Linked DNA regions of Sus scrofa: regions 2 and 3 are each linked to region 1. Evidence: chromatin contacts called from public Hi-C and HiChIP or PLAC-seq data. All regions are on one chromosome and are shown on one strand. Each heading gives the region's core, a stretch centred on a gene start, on an enhancer-like site or on the middle of the called end of the contact. The rest is flanking DNA. Distances are from core to core; before and after follow the strand shown.

Evidence for each region. Hi-C and Micro-C count contacts between places; a contact is called where the count stands out from the background. HiChIP or PLAC-seq counts read pairs in DNA pulled down with a chosen protein or histone mark.
Region 2: an H3K27ac HiChIP or PLAC-seq map of alveolar macrophages shows a contact between it and region 1, with 5 times the contacts expected there. The contact joins the promoter of CASKIN2 here to the promoter of KCTD2 in region 1. A contact is called at or near these places in 1 of 5 promoter capture datasets (liver), 3 of 47 Hi-C or Micro-C datasets (embryonic fibroblasts, skeletal muscle and subcutaneous adipose tissue) and 1 of 2 datasets of contacts at active chromatin or transcription factors (alveolar macrophages).
Region 3: a contact with region 1 is called in a Hi-C map of mesenteric adipose tissue, with 1.7 times the contacts expected there. The contact joins the promoter of GRB2 here to the promoter of KCTD2 in region 1. A contact is called at or near these places in 1 of 5 promoter capture datasets (fetal liver), 6 of 47 Hi-C or Micro-C datasets (embryonic fibroblasts, epiblast stem cells, fetal liver and 3 more) and 2 of 2 datasets of contacts at active chromatin or transcription factors (alveolar macrophages and skeletal muscle).

The regions. Positions count from the first base shown.
Region 1 is chr12:6,238,158-6,243,278 of Sscrofa11.1, forward strand. KCTD2 (BTB/POZ domain-containing protein KCTD2) reads right to left here and starts at 3,206. Exons shown (of 6, transcript XM_021066666.1): 1 at 2,797-3,206; 2 at 1,093-1,201. The coding sequence starts at 3,135. It also overlaps a transcript of ATP5H not described here.
Region 2 is chr12:5,853,652-5,858,772 of Sscrofa11.1, forward strand. It overlaps CASKIN2 (caskin-2), which reads left to right and starts at 2,223. Exons shown (of 20, transcript XM_021066645.1): 1 at 2,223-2,449; 2 at 3,593-4,138. The coding sequence starts at 4,045. TSEN54 (tRNA-splicing endonuclease subunit Sen54) reads right to left here and starts at 2,140. Exons shown (of 12, transcript XM_021066651.1): 1 at 2,052-2,140; 2 at 1,310-1,932; 3 at 809-973; 4 at 648-711; 5 at 480-563; 6 at 56-154. The coding sequence starts at 545.
Region 3 is chr12:5,938,695-5,943,815 of Sscrofa11.1, forward strand. GRB2 (growth factor receptor bound protein 2) reads left to right here and starts at 2,029. Exons shown (of 6, transcript NM_001137628.1): 1 at 2,029-2,159.

The sequences.
Region 1 (5,121 bases), core at 1,956-4,455:
CTGTGGCGCAGGTCTTAGCTGTCACTCAGATTCGATCCCTGGCCAGGAAACTTCCATGTGCCAAAGGTGCGGCCAAAAAAGAAAAGGAAAAAAAAAAAAAGGGCAGTAATTACTCTTGATTGGTTGAAAGAGTGGCGTTTTGCAGCCACTTAACCAGCATGGCCATTACAGCTTTCCTACCCAGAGCTGGGTCAGGGTGCCCCGGATTTAGGCACAGGCCCCAATCTTCAACTGAACATATCAGTGAGACCAAGACAGCCTTCTAGAAAGATGTCTTGACCCAATTACAGTCCAAATGCCCTACAAACCTAACTGATGAGTCAACTAATGATGCACCTGACAATGGGCTGGAACATGATTTAGGTCAGCTGCAAAAATTTATAAGGAAGCATGACGAGTCTTAAGAGAAAGGAGGCCAAGCTTTTATTATTTATTTTATTTTTTTAACAGCCGCAAGTTCAAACTAAAACTGAACGTATGGAACCGTCAGAGATTTCTGCTTCAGGTTGTGGATGCTCACTGCTGGTAAGAAGTACACGTAAAAAGGGATCCTGACGATCCTGCAGGTTCAGAAAAAACTTCCGGCGCTACACCCGAAGCTGAGCTGCCTATCTTCCTTCTCCTGGAGAGGGCTGAAGAGAGGCTAAAAGGGCTCCTTCAAGACCTCTCAGCTAAGACTAGATAACTGGAGGCTCCTTGCTCATTTTTCTTTTTCTTTTTTTAAAGGGCTGCACCTGTGGTAATATGGAGGTTCCCAGACTAGGGGGTTAAGTGGAGCTACAGCTGCTGGCCTACACCACAGGCACAGCAAGGCCAGATCCAAGCGCGTTTGTGACTGACACCATAGCTCATGGCAATGCTGGATCCTTAACCCACTGAGCGAGGCCAGGGATTGAACCCGCAACCTCACGGTTCCTAGTTGGATTCATTTCTGCTGCGCCACAACGGGAACTCTGGCCCCCTGCTCATTTTCATCAACCTTTGCTACACCTGCACAGGAGCTCAATGACTATCTCAAAATTCAAGTGTGTGTAACAGCTTTAAAGATTTGGCCTGAACTTTAAAAATGTCCTGTGCAAACACTCTTCTTACCTTCTTCTGCCAATTCCTTCGTAATGATGAGCTTCCCGTGGCGGAGGTAGTTGAGGATGGGACCAAAGTAGGTAGGGTCCCTGTCAATCAGATAGGCCCCTGTCTCGTCCTGCCAAACAAACACAAGGGTGTCATTGTGCAGCTTTCCGACTAGGTCAGGGCAGGATTTCCACCCCTCTGTCACAAGTCACCAGTGAGAGGATAAGTTCTGCTCGTTGGTTATCACAAACCATCGGCAAGAAGGCTAGCTTTATGCATCTCCGACTTTAAGGTCATTCCAGGGAGGGTGTTACAGATGTACAGTGATATTCATCATCCAGGCTTTAGCTGGAAATTTTAAAATCTTCCCTCAGAAACAATTACCAACATTCTTCCTTTGGAACGTTTGTTACTAAGAAACAGAAGAAGAAAATGCTATGGTTGCAGGACCAAAATTTTTTGCGTGAGATGGACATACTGACTTCTCTATTGTCCCCGAGTCACATTCCTAATTCCAAGAAAACCTCTGTTTAGTTGGCATTGCTCCTGAGCTCAGGGCCAACATCAGTGGGAGTGTGCATTGGCAGCTGTAACTCACACATCCTAGCTCTGTGCCCAGAGGAAGCTTGGCACTGCCAGGACTTGGCTCTGAGCAGTTTTAATCCTACTCATCTTTACAGTAAAGGGAACAAGAAGAAACTGGCTGCTACTGCAACGAGGAAAATCTGGGGGCAGATAAAAATAATTCTTTTCTGAGCAAGATTTTGGAAACTCTTTAAAGTTAGGGCAGGACCGGTCTTCAATCTGAGATTTATTACTGGAGAAGCAGGAGATGAATAAATGAAATCGACCAATGTTTATCCAACCCCAGCTTTGTTGCAAAGGAACACCTGAGTGCTACCTGGGCTATAAGGCAGTGAAGTAATGGTCAATGCCCATAAATTGGAAATTAAAAGATGAACGTATAAAGTTAAAAAGAAATTCAAACGGCTGAAACTGAAAATGGGTTAAGTGTCTTGTCACTCTCAACTCTTTGGTTAGCAGCCACGCATCTTTTGCCCAATGGCACTCTTTGGGTTTCATTTTCACTAGTCTTAGCCGGTCAGCTTAGATTTGCACTGGCAAATGGTAACCTCTTTCCAAGGAATGTATATGATCTCAAATATGGATCTGAAACAGTGACAGTTACCAGATACGAGCTCAGGGACCAGGATCACAGAAAAGATGTGTAATATCACGAGAAGCACTTCCTGCAGCTGTCATCGTCAGACCCAGGCTTCACCCAACTTGGCACAGGGGTCCGAGAGGAAGTCTGAGAAAGCTACAAAGATGCCTTAGCTCATCCTGACCCAGTTCTGGATGCATCTGCCACAGGCGGTGAGGGGCTGAAGAGGAGCCAGGGAAAAACTCACGCACACCTGAGGGGCTGGGATGAGGTGCAAAGAGGAATTCGGAGGAGGGGTGTGGAGTGGATTCTCGTGGGTGAGAGTGGGCACAGTGTGGGGTAGGAGGCGCTGAGAACGAAGGGCGGGGTAGGAGAGAAAGGCTGCCTGCGCCTGAGGATGGAGAAGAGCCCCTGGCGTTAGCTTGACGGGGAAAGAGGTGGGAAGGGTGTCCCGGCCCGAGGAACCCGCCAGTGAGAAGAGTGGCGCAGCAATCTGGGGACCAGCCTAGGAGGAACGAAGGGGTTCGAAGGCCGGGGGCGCGCCCGAGGGCGGGGCGCACCTTGTCTGAGTCCAGCTCCGGGTCCTCCTGGCAGCAGAGGCGGCAGAGAAAGGACTTGGGCTCCCGGCCTAGGGTCTGCCTGGTGGTCACGAAGTAGGTGCCGCCCACGTTCAGCCGGACCCAGCGGGCCGCGCCGCCGCCCCCTGCCCGCTCGGGCGGTCCGGGACCCGGCTCCAGTGGCTGCGCGGCGGCGGTGGGCGGGCGGCCGTGTCCGCGGGGTGTGGAGCCAGCGGGGCGAGGGCTGGGGGGCCCGCGGCCCGGGCCACCCCCATCTCCCAGCCCGCTCCCGCCACCCCCTCCCAGCCCGGCCATCGCCGGGTCCAGCTGCAGCTCCGCCATCTTGGGCCGCCGCCGCCGCCGCCGCTGCCCGCCCGCCGCCGGGCCGGCCCATCTCTCGGCAGGGAGAGCCGGGCCGGCCCATCGGCGGGGGTGGGGCCGGGGGAGAGGGACTGGAGCGCCCCCAACCAGCGCCCGGGGACCCGTGCTGTGGAGGCGCTGCGGCCGCCTCCGGGGGCGGGATTTCCGGAAGTAGCCGTCATCTCTATTGGCTGTCTTGGGAAACAAGGCCCGTCCCTTTAGCTTTGGGATTGGCTGAGGTGAGGCCTTCCGGTGATCCACTTCCGTTCCTTGCTGCCTTGGACTGAGGGCCTCCGGAGTCGGTGAAGGTGAGTGGGGTTTGGGGCCCTTGGTCGCGACCCTTGCAGGTTCTTCTGCCCTGCTGACTCCAAACCTGGGCCTGATCCTTGTTGCACCCTTGCCGAGGACACCGGGCCCTGCGGTTTCCCCTCTGGCAGTGTCCCAGCTGTTCCACGCTCCCCTTCTCTCCCTTCCCCCCGAGCGCTAGGTCGCAGGGACCATTCTGTGACCTGCTGCCTTTGACTTAGGCGCCTCTACTAACCTTGTCTCGTCTAGCCCGCCCCAGCGCGACCGACTTCAGTAGTCTGGTTTGGAGGGTGAGGAAACGTTTCTCGGAGATAGTTTTAGCTTGCTGGGTGACACTAGGGTTCCAGCATTCGAGGGTGTGAAGCTTTCAGAGCCTCTCAAGTGCAGGGTTCGTTTATCCGTTCAACAGATATTCACTGAGCACCTCCTGTGTGCAATATCTGTTCTAGGCGCTGGGGATTCCGTAGTAAATAAAAGACAACAGTCCCTTTATTTATGAAGCCTACTTTCTGCTGGTGCTTGGAATAGTCTCTGTGAGGGCACTTGTTTGGCGTATTTAAAAGTCAGCTGTCCCTCCCCTCCCCTCTGGGTAACATTAGCTATCCTGAGAGCAAAAGGAAGCAGCAGGTATTGGACGAATGGTTTTTTTTTTTTTTTAAGATCCTGGGGAAGATTTCTTCCATCTCCTTTGCGACTCCCTCTATAGCTTGTAAAGACCTTTGATATTTCAATCTGTTTCCTAATGTCTATTTTCTCATATTCTGTCTTTGTTTAAAAAAGAAATGGCAGTGATGCATTTCCATCTTCTCTCATATTCACACGTGTATTGTATACCTCTTTTAAGGGTATTGCTAGTATACTCAGGGTATGTGCTAATGCTGCAGGGGATGATAAGACATGAATAGCGGGTAGAGAGCCCCTTAAGTTTGTATAAGATTGTAGAGCCGGAGTTCCCTTTGTGCCTCAGCAGGTTAATAGCCTGCCCTCTCCGTGAGAATGCGGGTTCAATCCCTGGCATTCTTCAGTAGGTTACGGACTGGTATTGCCACAAGCTGTGGCCTAAGTCGCACATGGTGGCTTGGATCCAGCTTTGCTGTGGCTGTGGCTGGCTGCAGCTTTGACCCCCTAGCCCAGGAACTTCCATGTGCCACAAGTGCGGCCCTAAAAAAAAGAAAGAAAAAGATTGTAGAGGAAATTGATGTGCAAATTACATTTGGTAACTTTTTAACACCCTTCCTAGGTAAGCAGAGCTATTCTCATTTTTCAGATGAGGAAATTCTGGTCAAGAGTCTGCTCTATTTAACTACGCTTTGTTAAAATGTGTCACGTTCTGTGCACTGGAGAATCAGTGAATTAAATGCAAACTCAGTGGAAATGTATTTAAATCATTAACTTTTATGTAATGTATGAATATTACTTTAGCAATATTTCCAAAGGTACATGGACTGCAAACACTAGAGAACAGAGCTTTTAAGGATGAGTTAGGTGTTAGGGAATAGAGAGAAGACCATCGTGTTTATGTGCCAAGTTGCACACCTTGAATTTGAAAACCTAAATTGTCCTTTTTTGATTTAGTAATCCTCATTCCTTTACTTGACTAATAAAACCACCCAAGATGCCGGTCTTTCTTTTTCTTTTTTTTTTTGGTCTTTTTAGGGCTGC
Region 2 (5,121 bases), core at 973-3,472, 390 kb before region 1:
CACTTGTTAGCTGAGTAGGTGGGTGGCTCCTCTCCGGGGAGAGAATGACAGATACCTGGTACTGCAGGAAAGTCACAGTGTCCTCAGTCAGCAGCAGCTGGTAGGCCTCCTGGATAGACAGTGGCAGGTCTTCGTGGAAGAGCTGGATGGAACCCTGGAAGTGGGGCCAACAGCCCGGCTTGTGAATCCTCCCTGCAGTGGCACAGCCAATGGGGCGACTTCCTGGCTTGCTATACCCCCCCCACCCCCCATCGCAGCGAGAATATGGCCAACCAGGAAGACAGGGGGTCGGGGAGGGAGGCAGCACTCAGAATTAGGCTGGAATCCCTGCTCCCCGCGTGGTACTCTTGTCTCCTGCTCTGGAAATCAGGTTACAAGCTCCCAGAATGCTCAGATGATATACTTTTCTTCCAATAAAAACATGGCCTTCCCGTTCCTTGGTCCCGAGCCCTTTGCCGCGCTCCCAGGGCCCCACTCACACACTCCAGCAGATACAAGGCCTCTTCTGGGTGAAGCCGCTGCCGTCCCTGCTCTGAGAAGCCCATAGTCTGCCAGAATTTACCCTGCGTGGGACCCAGAGCAAATGTCACAAAGGAGCCGGGAGGGCAGGGAGGGCGGGCTCCCTGTCTCAAAGGCCCACGGCTCACCGCAGGAGACTTCAGCTCCACGAAGCCTTCTTCCGGTCTCCACTCGGCGGCCACCAAACTGCCCCTGGCAAGGAGTGGGGAGGGGGCCGTCTCAATCTGCGGGCTTAGTCGACCCGGTCCGTCCGCCCGGCTCCGCCCCCGGCCCGGCCCGCCCCCCTCACAGGCGCTCCACGCGCTCCTCCGCCAGCAGCTGCCAGAGCTCCTCGCGGCACAAGCGCAGCCGCTCAGCCTGGGCCGCCGAGCCGTCGGGAAGGAAGTCCTTGGGGCCATGCGAGCGCTGGGGCAGCTTCTGGGGCCGCGAGCGGGCGGCGAAGAGCTCCGGCACACTGGGGAAAGCAAGAAGGGACGCGGGGTTAGCGCCACGCAGTCGGGACCGCTCGGCCCTGGCCGGGATCCCCGTCCTGGGTGCCCATCTCCTTCCCTGCGCCCACCCTGCGGTCCCGGCGCCTCCCCCGGGCCGGGCCGCGCCGCGCCGCACCTGAGCACGCGCCCGGGAGGAACCTCCACCTCGGCGGACCCAGGTTCGGGCTCCATCGGGCCGCCGTCTGCAGCTGCGCGCGCGCGCGCGCGCGCCGCCCATGCCCCGCCCACCGCCGGAACTCCGCGCGGCCCTAGCGCCCGCCAATCCGACCTCTGCTCCTCCGCGCTCCAGATCAACCCACCTGCTTTCCACCTTCCTGGTGTCCTGGGTCCTAGCGCCTGCCAACAGACATGGGGCTCGATTCCGGAGGCGGAGAGCTTGCAGGTTTCTGGATTTGTTAGGACCATCTCTCCGATCCCCAGCCCTCCTCTGGGCTCCTCTCTAGTAAAACTTGCGGAGCCTGACGTTTGAAAGTGTGCTATGAAGAGTCAAATTCATGATCTTCCCCTCCGCAGCCCTGAGCTGCTTAGTCCCCATCACCCATTGGGACAGGGAGGGAAGAAGAGGGGTGTAGAGATGGGCGAGTGCTAGGTTCCCGAATTCCAGCTTCACAAACTGGAGGCCGCCGAGGGCTGTCAGATGCGATCTAGGGAGGTTCGGTGTTCCTTCAGGGTCTTCCGTTGGGTCTCTTCCTAAGGGCTCGGAAACTATGTTTTCAGGGCCGGGGGCGGGAGGCCGCTGTCCGACCCACGATGGTGCTGAAGCGCCACCATAGATGGTCATAGGCACCTCCTCGAAGCTGGGGTCCCCGCCGCCGCCACCACGGGCCGCTCCGACACGGGCCGCTAGGTGGCACCATTGCTCCAACCAGCGGTTGTTGGTCTGCTATTCTGGCCTCGCGGGCAGAGGTCGCCGCGGCGGTCCCTGGAGGGGCGAGGGGCAAAAGGGAAGGGGGATTTCCCAAGTGAGATTCCTGGGTCTCGGTTCCCAGACCCCTTCGCATCATGTCTTCCCTCCCGCCCGTCACAAACAGGGCACCTCACCCTTCAGTCTGAACCCTAGAGCCCCAGATCGCCCCTGCTCCAACAGCCGGGACGCAGCGTACTCTCGTCCCCACCCCCGCCGCTTCACCTGGGCGCATGCGCTGAGCGAGGCAGTGTCCAAGGTCCGGACCCGAGTGATGGGGGCGGGGCCTGGGCGGCTCGGGGCGGGGCCCCAGGCACTGACTGACAGCCCGACTGCGCGGCCGGGACGATCCCTCCGCTCCCGATCCGGCGGGAGGGAAGGGGGAGGGGCGGGATTTCCTGCGGGAGGCGCCGAGCCGGCCTTGGAAAAGGAGGAGAAGAAGGAGAAAAGGGGTAAGGGGGGCAGTGGGAGCCGCCGTCCGGAGTGCCAGGGACCGAGCGGGACCAGCCGGACCCCCAGCGGGGCGGCTGGAGAGGTGAGACGGCGGGGTCTGAGCTGGGGGTCAGCACCCTTGAGGGCGGGTACAAACTAACTTTTCCTGCGGGATCGGCGGGCGCCTACATCTGTCGGCTCCTTCTGTCCTTTTCGCGCCCCTATCCCGTCCTCCCGCATCAATCCCTCCGGCACTTGGCCCTCCCGGTCCCTCCCGCCGCTTTGTTCCCCGGTCGGCTGGAGCTGGGCTGGGTTGGGGGGGTTGCGCGGCGCTGGACTGGCATTCCGGGGGGCGGGGGAGCCAGCCCGACCCCAGGCACTGCCAGGGGCGCCCTCCCCCAATGTCGGCCTCGGGCCTTGAGCTGGAGTGCCCTCTGGGTTGGGCTTGGGACATTTTGGGAGGAAGGGCGACCCCAGCTAGGGCCCCAGGCCTGCACGGGGCTCATGCCACAGGACTTGGGCAGCAAATTCATGGCCACTGAGGAACTGACGTAAGCTTTTCTAAAGTGAAGTCGGGGCTCTGGGCCACAGATTCAGGCTTGGGGGGGGCCAGGCAGCCTCATTTACCAGCGGTGCCCCAGCTCTTATCTCTGTTCTCTGCCCAGCTGCTTCCCCATCCCGCGCAAGGGTCAGCAACAGGTGCCGGAAAGCCTCCCTGTCCTGCAGGCAGACCCTCGGCCAGAGATGGAGAGCCGTAGCTCCCACTCCACCCTCTAGATTCATGAAGAGCCCTGGGGCAAGGGCATCCAGCTATTACAGCAAAGCTTAGAGAGGGAGGGGTCTGGGGGCAGGCGCCTTCCACAGGGAGTGACCACGGGCCGGGCTGCCTGCGCCTGACCTTCTGCCAGGCCCCACCTTCTGGCCCACCAGTTGTCTGTGGGTGTCAGTGCCCGGGGCTGTGGAGAACAGGCTGCTGGCCCCGCCTACCCCAATGTGTCGTGCTGCCAGGGCCCCTCCTGCCCCAGGTTGAGGTGCTGCCAGGTGCCCTGGGGCCTCAGTGACTCAACCTCCCCCTCCCAGGACCCCTTCCCCCCACCAAGTGCTGCTCTCAGGCGTGGTGGCTCCCTCCCCTCTTTGAGTGGCTCAGCCCCTCCCTTGACTCACAAGGGCAGCCAGGATGATTTGGGGGGTCCCTGGAGGCCCTGTCCGGTTCTTTCTCTGAGCCCTGCTTCTGGGACCCTTTCAGGCTCTGGCCCAGCCTTCAGCGGACCACACCTTTTCCAGACCCCTGACACCTGTCCACCGCCGCCGCTGCTGCCGCCGCTGCCCAAGGCCCGAGGGAATGCAGGCTGCCCTCTGGGTGGGCACTGGTGCTCCTGAGCCACTTTGGGAAGATTGGCGTTCCCAGTCCTGGCCCATCCCTGGGCTGTCGGAAGCTGCAAGCTGATATCCGTCCAGATTTCCACACAGCCTCCACCCCCTCAGAGATCAGCTTTCCGGCCTGTGGTGGCAGCTCACGAAGCACCTTGAGGGAGTAGCTGTCAGCGCCTGACAAGAAGCCCCCAGCCTGGGACACCAGACACCCTCCCCCCCGGACACCTGGTCCTCCCAAGGGCCCAGGGATGGCACCCTGACGCCTCGACTTAGATCAGCTTCCTGCTTCTGCCCTGGAACCCTGATCCCAGCCCAGGGACCAGGATGGGTCGTGAACAGGACCTAATCCTCGCTGTCAAGAATGGAGATGTGACTGGTGTGCAGAAACTGGTGGCTAAGGTCAAGGCTGCAAAGACGAGTGAGTACCTGGTGGGGTAACTGCCCAGGGAGACCCTCCCCTGAGTGCCAGGCCATAGGGAGGCCTCACCCTGACCTGGGGGCTTGGCGGGGGAGGACTGCCTTTTTCCATACAAGGAGCGCCTCTGTGTGGGAGAGCCAGAGAGGAAGTTGGGTCCCCTTGCTGTGTGTCCTTAGGCAAATCATTTAACCTCTCTGGGCCTCAAGTGCCTTGTCGGTGAAGTAGGAGGATTGAAGTATGTTCATTCTCATTTTTTTGAGTATCTATTGTGTACCAGGCTCTGAGCACGAGCCACATGAGCCACAGCGGTGAATGAAACAAACCTAAACTCCTACCCTCGTAGAGGTGCCTTTAGCAGGTGGTTTGTCCAGCATGTTCTTTGGAGCTGTGGGGTTTCTGGCAGTGGGTTAGGAAGGACTGACTGCAGAGAGCTCCGCCCCCACCCCCAGTTCACCCAGAGCATCTCTGCATCTTTGTCAGCTTAATGGAGATATCAGTATGATAGCTTTTTTCTTTTCTTTTCTTTCTTTTGTTCTTTTTTTTTTTTTTTTTTTTTTTTTTGTCTTTTTTGCCTTTTCTAGAGCTGCTCTCTCGGCACATGGAGATTCCCAGGCTAGGGGTCAAATCAGAGCTGTAGCCACTGGCCTATGCCACAGCCACAGCAACGTGGGACCTGAGCCGCGTCTGCGACCCACACCACAGCTCACGGCAACGCCGGATCCTTAACCCACTGAGCAAGGTCAGGGATCGAACCCACAACGTCATGGTTCCTAGTCGGATTCGTTAACCATTGTGCCACGTTGGGAACTCCCGTATGATAGCTTTTTAAAAGAGAACTCTTCTTAAAACAAAGTTCAACATCAAGTGCCTGCTAAGGTCCCCTTCTCTCTGATTTCTCTGTCCCCTGGGAGGGGTGTGTGGCCCAAGTTAATTTTCTGGAGGTTTCTCTGCAGCCTGGGGTCTCTAGTCTTGACAGGGAGGTG
Region 3 (5,121 bases), core at 779-3,278, 300 kb before region 1:
CAAAAAAACTCAGATGGAATGTACTGGGGTTTCCTTGGGTAACTTCCTAACCGCTTTAAGCCTCAGTTTCCCAGTCTGTAAAATGGAGAGAGTATCCAGTGTAAAAACACCATGATATCAGCATACATCACGTGGTAGATAGATGGTCCTCTTGTTCTTTTCCCCTCATGCCAGACAGCTCCTGCTCAAAACCCTTCAGAGGCTGTCATTTGTCAGCAAAGCCTCAGCCGCACATCTTGGCCTTGCCTCCCATTACTCTGCTCCCTGGATCCTAAACTCTGGCTGATCTGGAAGACCAGCGATTCCATCACTCCCCCTCCCTGTTTCCAGGTTATAGTTCAAATGCCAAGTCCTCCCTGATTGCCTGAGCTCCAGGTAACTGGCCCCCTCCTTTGCAGGTCCTACATGTGACCCTTAGGGCCAACTCTTCTGTCTTGCAGACCAGACAACTCTCCTCTAGAAGACAAACTGCTGAAAACAGAGGCTCTGTCCAGTTCATTTATCACCCTGCGTGCCACGCATGCAGCTGATGCTTGACAAATACTTGGTGAAAGAATAATTCATACTCTTTATTTCAACGGGCTTGTTTTCTTCAGGGAATCATGTTTTGTTTTGTTTGTCTTTTTGGCCTTTCTAGGGCCCAGGCTAGGGGTCCAATCAGAGCTGTAGCTGCCGGCCTACGCCAGAACCACAGCAATGCGGGATCTGAGCCGCGTCTGCGACCTACACCACAGCTCACGACAACGCCAGATCCCCAACCCACTGAGCAAGGCCAGGGATCGAACCCGCAGCCTCATGGTTCCTAGTCAGATTCATTCACCACTGTGCCAGGACAGGAACTCCCACGTTTCTTAATTTTTATATCTTGCTCTTTTGGTGGCTTCCGGAATTCACATCACCGTCAGATGCTCTGTTCTCTCCTTTGATTGGGACTGAAAAATAAGAGTTACTCCTCCAAGCCTCATCTTCTGCCACTACCAGGTAACTCACCCCGCCTCATACAGGAATCAAACTACTTCGCGTTGCAGGGAACACGATGCCCACGCCTCCGTTCCCTCGTACGTGCGTGCTGTTCCCTTTGCCTGGAATGCCCTTGCAATGGCTTCTCTGGCAAACTCCTACTCATCCTCCAAGACAGCTCAGATAACGCCACAGCGTTCTCCGAGAACGCTTTTCTGAGATGGGAGGAGCGGCGACCCCTCGCCTCTCCTCAGCCTTCTCCAAATAATTCTGACCGTACTTATGGTATTATTTGTTCTTTCCCTCCTATAGATCTTGAATTCGTTTCTGTGCAGAAAGGGCCCGGATTTCTGTTCTTAGTTGGACCCTCTATACTTGACACAGTGCTTAGAATGTACTAGGCACTTGGTTCAATCGATGAGCGAACGAATATGTTCATTCACCTAACGCAGCAGAGTTTGTTTGGACCAGATTCTCAAATATTTCCAGACCTGATCCTCTATTTGGCTTGCTTCACGTGGGAGGGAGATTCCCCCCCAACCCCGCCAAACTGGGTTGGTGGAAGGGGAAAACGAAGTGATTAGGGTGTGCATAAAAGTCCTTTCTTGGCTGGGGGAAAAATGTAATTGTAATGTATACATGTAAGGATAACCTGACCCCCTTGCTGTACAGTGGAGAAATAAAAAAAAAATAAGTTGATATCGGCCATCAAAAGTAATATGACAATTGAATCATGCAAATGTGGGGCATAAAAAAAAAAAAGTCCTTTCTTTCGGAGGTGAGTTGTAATTGACCCGCTCTGGCACCGAAAGGGTTACGGCGACCCAGGGGTGGAGCCCTGTCGGTGCCACCTGCTGCGGGGCGGCCTGGCGCCTGCGCTCTGGCCTGTAGCTGATCTACCTGCGGGGGGCCTGGCGGAGGAGGAGCGCTTGCGCTCTGGGCCTTTTCCGCCGGGGGAAGTCTCGCGGGGGCGGGGCGGGGCGGGGCCGCACAGGGAAGTTCTCGCGGGACCCCGACCAGGAGCGGAAGCGAGGCGGCTGTGCTGCTTCAGCTACCGGACCGCGGCGGCGACGACGAAGACTGTGGCGGTGACGGCGGCGAGAATAGGCGCTGCCCTCGGGGAGCAGCAGAGGGGTCTGCGGCCGCTCGCACCGCTGCAGAGGGGCCGGCCGGGCGTGGAGCGGAGCAGCTGCGCCACGGTGAGTGTGGCTGGCGGCGACGGCGCTGCTCGCGTGCTGCTTCCTCCCCGCTTCGTCGCGGGAGTCGGCCCCGGGGGACCGGGCCCAGGGTACCGTGGGCTGCCGGGCCTGGGGGTCGGGAGTGCGAGGCTCCGGGCGGGGAGCGGAGCGCCCGGGCTCCGGGCTCCATGTTTCCCCTTTTGGGGCGCTTCCTTCCCGGGGACCGTCCTCTCAGTACCCTTGGCTTGGAACAGAGCCCTGGACGAGAGGCTGGGGGCTCCTGATTTAATTTTATGCTTTCTTCGTGAAGGTTTGCACAGGGGGGACCCGGAGAAGCCCGAGAACACAGGGTAATCATTCTGTGAGTCAGTGTGACTTGGCCCGGGAGGCGGGGGATTCGAGGCGGGTTGCAAATATGGTGATTGATGCTCCTTCGACCTATACGGCCACCACGTCACCAACTCCTGGTGTTTGGGGGCCGAATTTTGGGAGGAAACCCACCAACCCTATTAATACTGTGAGCGAGGACGTTTGTTACCGGAGCCAGTAGAAATACCTTTACTTTTATTGCGCTTTTTTTTTTTTTTTGACTGCTTCCCTAAAAACATTTGTTAAGAAAAGTAAGCAGCAGTTAATCGGAATGCTCCGAAGAAAGATTTCCGTGATCGAGGGCAGAGAATCGCTGGCACTTTTCATTTGCAGCTCTCTCTGTGTATAGGATTGTAAAGCCATGCTAGTTAACAGCTTATTTAGGGAGTTCACCTAGGCTGGCTTCAGATGCAGCAAAAGTATACTTTGCAGAAGAGCCGAAGTGCCCTCGCGGGTTCTGTCTTTTGCTACTCTTGAGTCTCAGAAGAGGGTGGAAAAGAAAGGCGCACTAGAGAAATTCGCTTTAGTCTTCTGGGCTTTCTAGTCCCTCTGTTCACTTTGCACTCCACAGTTGCTGCCTTTCTAAACTTCTCCCTTGTCTTCTGCGGCCACGAAATGCTTACTCCGTATAATGCAAGTCACTTGCCCCCTCCCCCCTTTTAGTCTAATCTACTTCCCCTTCCTCCTTATTGTCCCTTTTGGCATAATTTTTTGAGGTTTCTGCTCTTTCGCCCGTTCGTTTTTCTCCCTCATTTAAAGATTCCGTTTCTCTCCCGGAAAGATGATGCCCTCTTCCCTGCTTTATCCTTTGCTGTGAAGCGTCCACTGTGTTTCTTCAGTCAGCCAGAAGGGTTGCTAGAGAGCTGTGCGAGACTTAAGGTCTCCCCCTGGGAGCTGGGAGGCTCAAAGGATTGAGTTCAGCCGTAACCAATACTGCACTAATACTGCACTAGATCACAAGTGTAGCTTGCTGGTGTTTTTGTGTTTTAGTTGTTTTTTTTCACTTTTAGATCGCATTTTTGTGCCTGCTCAGGTTTTTCTATGTCTCTCTTATGTTAGTAAGGAAGATTGGGTCAATTTGGGGCTCATATGCCTTCTTTTTGGCTTTTAGCGGGGGAGGCGACTTAAAAAATGAAAACCAACCATAGACACCTATATTACAATCAAGAGAGCTTGAACCATTTAAGGGAATAGAATTTATTTAGACTACTGATGAATTAATTAAAGCTTGCCTGTTGGAGTAGTACTAACTTATTCTTTCCCAGGCTTTTAAAGATCAGGTGTCTCTTCCTGCATCTGCTATAAGCAGCCTTCTTTGTTATTGTTGCTGGGCTTGAGGGGGGAAGGCGGTTGACAGAAAGAAATAACTATGTTCTGTTGGCCTTTCCTTTGTTTAAAATGTTCTGAATCCCCCAAATTTAAAAAGGTTAATTCTTGTAATCAGCTTTGTTTGTTACTAAAAGCAAGCACTCAAATGCTTGAGGCAGTTTACTTCCTCAGCAAGTGTGTTCAGATTTGAGGGATTACTAGGTTTTTCAATACAACTAATTGATGGTACTTAGAGATTTTTCCCCGAAATTCTTGTTACCATGTTGCACATTGTGTAGCAACAGTTCTAATGGTTACTTAGAACAAAAAAGTAATAGATTTTGGAGAAATGAAGTAATACGGAATAGAGACCCACTATGGTTTCCTGAGAGAAATTAATAGTTATTCGCTTAATTCAGAAGACATTTCTGGCACTCCTGAATGACTATTGAGAGCCTTTGTTTTTTTTTTGTTTTTTGTTTTTTGTTTTTTTTTTGTCAAAGTTGGCTTTTTCACAGTTGTGCCAAGTGGATAGGCGTTATTTTCAATTTATGCAAAGACATTATGCATCATCTGAGATGTAAACTTTAAAATCTGGTAAAGATACCTTTACAGTACAGCATGATTTTTTAAATTTAGCATGCATAAGAATTACCTATGAATCTTAACTTAAAATTAGGTTCTGGAGTTCCCGTTGTGGCTCAGTGGTTAACAAACCTGCCTAGGATCCACGAGGACGAGGGTTCGATCCCTGGCCTCGCTCAGTGGGTTAAGGATCCAGTGTTGCTGTAAACTGTGGTGTAGGTCGCAGATGCGGCCCCATCCCACATTGCTGTGGCTGTGGTGTAGGCCAGCGGCTTCAGCTTCAATTCTTCCCCTAGCCTGGGAACTGCCATATGCCACAGGTGCAGCCCTAAAAAGACAGAAGACCAAAAAAAGAAAAAAAAAATTAGGTTTTGGGCCTAAGGCCACTGTGCTGCAGAACTTCAGAAGGCACCTCGTAGTGAATCAGTCCCTGAAAGAGGTGATTTTGATGTAGCTGGTCCAAGGACCAAAACTGTTGTTACAGAATGCATCCATAAATTGAGATGGTAGTGTGGCTTTAAATTACTCAGCATAAAATTACACTTTCAGTGTATACAGAGTAAATTTTTAAAAGCCTAACAGAATAAGTGGCTGTAGATATGATTAGTTGTTGTATGTGTGAATATTTGAGCATTGTTAGGACTTGGTGTGGAGCTATTTAATTTGAAAGTTTATGCTTAATAGGGCTGTTAATTTGCCTGCCAGAGAGTTCTTCAGAGTA